2 separate regions of the Zea mays genome follow, and region 1 is linked to region 2. The links are chromatin contacts, called in public Hi-C maps. All regions are on one chromosome and are shown on one strand. Each heading gives the region's core, a stretch centred on a gene start, on an enhancer-like site or on the middle of the called end of the contact. The rest is flanking DNA. Distances are from core to core; before and after follow the strand shown.

Evidence for each region. Hi-C and Micro-C count contacts between places; a contact is called where the count stands out from the background.
Region 1: a Hi-C map of leaf shows a contact between it and region 2, with 6 times the contacts expected there. The contact joins the promoter of LOC103647086 here to the enhancer-like site in region 2. A contact is called at or near these places in 4 of 25 Hi-C or Micro-C datasets (bundle sheath, endosperm, leaf and 1 more).

What each region holds. Positions count from the first base shown.
Region 1 is chr2:148,916,091-148,919,200 of Zm-B73-REFERENCE-NAM-5.0, reverse strand. LOC103647086 (DDT domain-containing protein PTM) reads right to left here and starts at 1,628. Exons shown (of 9, transcript XM_008671643.3): 1 at 1-1,628. The coding sequence starts at 1,343.
Region 2 is chr2:148,818,854-148,821,680 of Zm-B73-REFERENCE-NAM-5.0, reverse strand. No RefSeq gene overlaps it. Among protein-coding and RNA genes, the nearest start is that of LOC107303347, 56 kb to the right of the region's middle. Within about 2 kb of position 1,465, at least 16 of the 20 cell types and tissues checked have an H3K27ac peak or open chromatin away from gene starts, as enhancers often do. A contact at or near this core is called in bundle sheath, leaf and tassel, where this site is marked.

The DNA of each region.
Region 1 (3,110 bases), core at 379-2,878, 97 kb before region 2:
GCACGCAATAGCGAGACATGTACGGCATCCAACAAGTTATTCTGAACAGTGCAATTAATGGCTGCAACAAAATCATCCAGACCAAACGGACTCAGGAACAGCTGCACACTGAAGGATCTCAGGAAGTTATAAACAGAAAAGAGATAGCTTATGGAATCTTCTGGCACATGAATGTCTCCCGATGACGGGGGCAACTCCACAGCCTGTACAGGAGGACACGGCTCAGATGGTTCTTCTTTAGTGAAATCGGATGAATTACTCGAAGATTCGATATCCTCGGACATATCCGAGCCAGACCCACTATACCGCAGTGCATCAGTGTTGGCAGGCATCTCGCATCCGTCAACCCTCTGTCTAGTACTTGCTGGCTCTTTCACCTCCGAGACACTCCCCGACAAAACCAGCAGGCCCAGCTTCCTCTTCCTGCAGTTCACACTCATGCCTAACGTGCCATTCTTGTCGGGCATGAGGAACTCGTGGAGCTCAGGAAGCTCCAAATCCTCATTATGTCCATCCTCAAACACCACGCTGTAGATGCCAGCTGTGCTATCATAGGATGCAACCTTCCCAATAAGGATCCCCGCTTGCATTGGCGCGTTGCGGCCAATGTAACGGCCGACCAAGCACTCTCCCACTTCCTCGGCTCGCGCCTGAAGGCCCCCAGCAGATGTGGCAGCAGACCCTTGATGCACCACTCTTCCATCAGCTTCCTCCATCTTAAACTCGCTGCCCGCCACAGCCACTCCCGCGCGCTCTTGTTCCCTGACATGGCCGTCGTCCACCTCCATCATCACTTCAGACCCCACAGGATCCAAATCTCGCACTGCCACAGGAACGATCCCCACATCCACCTCGCTGGCCGTACAAGACGGAGAGTGCTGATTCTGCTTGCTTGCGTCGCCACCCTCGCTCACGTCCATCTTCTTCACCTCAAACACCGCGGGATCCACATCCTGCGCTGCCCCCGCAATGCCTTGGCCCTGCTCCACCTCACTCACCGCGTGCACAGCAGACCGCCCTTTGCCCGCGCCGCCGTCCGCATCCGCCTCGGGCGCGGCGGGGCGATCTCCGCCCGCAGCAGCAGCGGCGCCGCCGCAGCCTTCGTTAACCTCCTCCGCCGTGGGCTCGCTCGCCGAGGCCTCCGCGTCACCCCCACGCCCCGCCGCAGCGGCGCCTCCACCCGGATCGGCCTCACCGGCCGCGCCTGCCGCTGCAAGCGCTTCCGCCCCACCTGCGATGTCCGTCTTCACGCCATCAGCGGCGGCCTCCTCGGGGGAGGCGCCGGGCCCCTGCGGCGTCCGATCGGGGCCGTCCCGGGGCCCCGGGCCCGCGGCGGTGTCCATGGCCTCGGACGCGACAACCCTAGCTCGACACGCGCGCGCCCTACTGAGGCATCCTCGTTCGCGAGTCGCGGGCCAACGGGACGGGTATCGGATGCGGCGCGCTGGCGTGGGCGGGAACGAATCTGGGATGGGAGCCGCCGATCTCGCGGCGGCGGCGGGCGATTGGAGCGGGATGGGCTCGCAAACCCTACCGGCAAGTGGCGGCGGCGAGGAGTTGGGGGAAGAGGTCGAGATGATGATGGGTGGATGGGTGGGAGGGAGGAGAAGCACAAGCACTGGGCTGGGGCACCAGCGCAGCGGGGTGCACGAAGGCAAGGGCACGGGCACCGAGTGCGCCGCACCCGACTCGTCGCACCCAGCCTGACTGACTCGCGTCGCCCTTCCCGGGTGCGGGTGCGGGTGCGGGTGCACCAGTGCGGACTGACCCGTACAGTGGGACGTGGCCGCGTGGTGGGCTGGCTCTGGCTGGCTGGTTCGGGAGAGTTCAGTTCGCTTCCGCTCTCGTCCGCGGATGCGGGCTGGCGGGCGCGGGTGTGGACGGACCTGACCTGGTTCGTTTTGAGCGAGCGTGCAGGTGCAGCTCGGCGACCTCGTCGTGTCCGCGCCGCGTCCACTCCAGCATGTACGGCGACCGCTCGGTGGTCGACGGCCGCAACCGGGAGGCGGGCGGTGGTGGAGGGAAGGGAGCGTGCTGCGAGTTTTTTTTTCAAATTCAAATCCGGTGGAGGGGTCGCCTGCTCAGGTGGTAGTAGGGCAGGCAGGGCAACGGCAACGGTTTGCTTGCTCGCGCCAAGTCGTACTCGTACGTCTTCCCCGGCAGCACTTGCTCCCGGTGTTTTCCCCAGTGACCACCCCTACTGAGCTAGCCACAAATCCCGCGGTGTGGATGGTGGCCTTCGTTTCTCTTTGCTGTACAGCATACGAACTCTACCATGGAAAAGAAGCGAAGGAGATGGAGAAAAACCCTAACACGTGGCATCCTACTAAACTTTTAGTCTGCGTATGTATGTGATGACCAATATTTAGAGAAATAAAAATTAGTCTTTCTATTTCTATGTCTATGTGTTCTACTTTCGTTCATCTGCTATGTCGATAATTAATGAGAGATGGAAAAAAGAAAGGTTCTAGTCACTGGCAGTGTGCTTCACGACACGTTGTCAGCATGATAAACTCTACGTCAATATCGCCGTTGAAGACACCGTTGCGTTGCAGTGACCACCAATATTCCGAGAAATATAAAAACGGTCCTTCTATTTCTGTTCCTTTGTATGTGTGTTATAGTGTTATATACTCTCATCTGCTATATGTTGATCGTGAGAAATGAAAAACAACGAAAGGTTCTAGTCACTAGCAGCATGTTTCACAATATTATCAGCGTGATAAAGACCGTGTTTGGTTCCGCCGTATAGTGGGCGTTGCCTGCATGGCTGAGCATGTCTCGTATCAAGTGACTCTGGTTTTAAGTGGTTTTACTGGACACATGCAACTTCTTATGTTTGACTAGGTATATACCCGTGCGTTGCAACGGGGGACACTTGTGCATACATATTGATGCTATCAAGAATCAACTCAACAATCATAACAAATATCGAAAACGGTCATTTCGAACGACCAAAATTTGGCTCAATGTAACTATTAATCGAAATAGGCAAATCCTAAGTTGAATACATGATATGGCTCAATGTAACTTCCATAGAACAATTTTGCATTGTATGGTAAAAAATTATAAAAAGGAGATCCTAAGCCTATCGAAAGGAGATGGTGAGT
Region 2 (2,827 bases), core at 216-2,715:
AAATATTCTACGCGGTGCTACGAGATCGTAGGCTCAAGAACCACTAAAATCGGAGTTACGGTTAAGAAGATATGGTTTTCGGAAGATTTTAGTGATTTAAATAATTAACACTAGGCCTTAATTTTTTTCTACCAATTATGTGAGAAAGATAATCTAAGAAATTATTAATTCAATTTTAATCTAAACTATAACTTTATTAGAGATCATCTACTGGTCAACTTATATTTATAGTCAGATTACTTAGATAAAAGATTAATCTACTCTATATAGGATAAATAAATACCTAACCATAAAAGTGTGTGATTTGACAAAATAAGGTTTGTCACTGTGTAGTAAATTTTATTGAGAAACTAACGCAACTTGAACGAACAAAAGCAGAGTTAAAATGCTAAAGTTATGAAATACAAAGTTTCTAGGTATTTTACTAATGATTTTATATCTCAACATAAGTCCCAGGGGTGTCTTTGCAAAGTCCTGATTTAATTCTATTTATTTTAATTCGTATATGGACGGCGGTCTTGAATTCACATAAACCTAGGGTCTTTTTAGCTAAAAGTCACAGTGAAGGGGTATGGGTAGATCACAGCCGCAGGATCGAGCACTGAAGGCCCAGATTAAATGTAACTTAAACGAACCGGTACGGGACTAGGCCCCCAGGATTCAAGATCAACGGCTGAGATCGCACAAGGTGCCCAAGACCCACGATCGTTCATCAACGATCCCAATCTGCCCGGACACTTTAGTATGTTACGATATGATCTAGAGCGTTCATCCGAGATTAACGGTTCCCCTAATTTGCTCCCTTTGTTGATGATCCAACAGTTCGCACCCCATTCTACCCATTCGACCGAAGACAGTGGCCAGATACGGCGGCGCACATAGTCTACCCGGCGGCACTTCGCCGGCAACGGCCAAATCCCGCCCCGAGCACCATAATCCATACCGGAAGGTGCAACATATCGCGGACACGAGGGCGAAACGAATGGGGATGGTTCGTACCTAGTATGGTGACGCAGAGGAGATGGTCCGCGCTAGGGGGTCTTCCCGCGGCGGAGGAATTGCTCCGGCGAGCAATTCCCGGTGGCCCGGAGTGCAATCCGCCCAGGAATTGCGACGTTCATGATCTGAGAAGCTTCACGAAGCTCTTAGGTCCGATCCCGTACCCCGAGCGGCAGCAGACACGTTTTACCAAGAATTAGGGCGCCAGCTCGAGTCGTCTGCGGTGGCTAATGGCGTGGCGGCGGGGCTCACACACCCACACATCGGTGGGCACATTGGTGGGGGGAAATAGATGGTCACATTGCCCACGTTTTATAGGACCCGACGAAATCCGACCCGGGGAGGGAGGCGCGGCATCTATGGCGCATGAATCGTAACAAACTAAGCTAGGAGAAGGGTCTGACGGTCCGGCCCCACATGTCGGTGACCGTTCCAGCTGCGCGCGAGCTATACACTGTCCACCGGGGCCCGCCTGTCGGTGTCGAACTGGACTGGTGGGCGCGACAGAGCTGTGGCGCAGTTTAAGTGGGCTGGCGTGGGCTGAGCGCTATGTGGCAGGTAAAGAGGAAGTGGGCCAAGGTGAGGTAGTTTTGGCCCAACAGTAGGAATGCTTTCCTTTTTTCTATTTCTCTATTTTCTATTTTTCAGATTTGAGTTCAAATTTGCTTTGAAATTCAACCACCAGTCAAATGCAGCAAACAAAGAACCTCAACATGAATTCATGATATATTTTATTTATTTATTGGTTAATTATTCACCTAAATAAATGCTTCTATATGCATAATTCATAAGAGAATAATTCACACATTACTTAGTTTAGGAGAAATTTAATATAAAATCTTCACCATGATCTATTTATTTATTTTTATTAAAATATTTCTAAGGAGTGATTTAATCATAAAGTTATAATAAATATATTGAAAGTGTTTCTTTTACTTATTGTTCCGTAGTTTAAACTTGAACTTTACTTTCAAGATCTGAATCTCAGTTCTAAACTACCAAGCTCTTGATATTACTATTTATTTATTTTAGGGAGATATACTTTAAAAAGAAAGGAATCTATTATTAAATGATATTTTAACTCAAATATTTTTGGAGAAACTTTTATGAATCCTAAAATAGATTTTTGGGTGTTACACATCGTAAGAATATTCTACGCGATGCTACGAGGTCGCAGGTTCAAGAACTACTAAAATCGGAGTTATGGATGAAAAGATATAGTTTTTGGAAGATTTATGTGATTAAACATGGAAACTATGTTCTATGTGGATTAGTATAAATCATGTGAGGAAGATCTTCTAAGGAAATAACTAATTCAATCTTAAACTAAGTTATAGCTTAATTAGAAATCATATTTTAGTCAACTTATAATTATAGGCTGATTAACTTGGTTTTGCAAGATTAACCTACTACACATAGGTTAAACTAATATATATTTTTGAAAACGTGCTACTTGGTAAAATAATGTACAAAAATGTAGGCAGTATTATTACGATACTAATGCAATTTGAACGGCCTAAATTGTTGTTAAAATGCAAAAGATATGAATTATCTAAATTTACAGGTTTATTTATATGTTTAGAATTCATTTACTTATCCAATTTATGAATTTCTTACGACTGTTGGGTGGTGGGCATCATTCCAGGGAAAACCAGGGTGCCTGACGCAAAACTTTGGGCCTGTTTGTTGCGTTCTTTGCAAAGGAGGACCGCGGGTTGATTTGCTAAAGGGTGAGGGACTCTTTAGAAAGAATACATGGATGAAGGGGTACGGGCTGCTCTCAGTCATTCGATCTAAACCATGCGGTCAAGATCAGATTCTAATCACG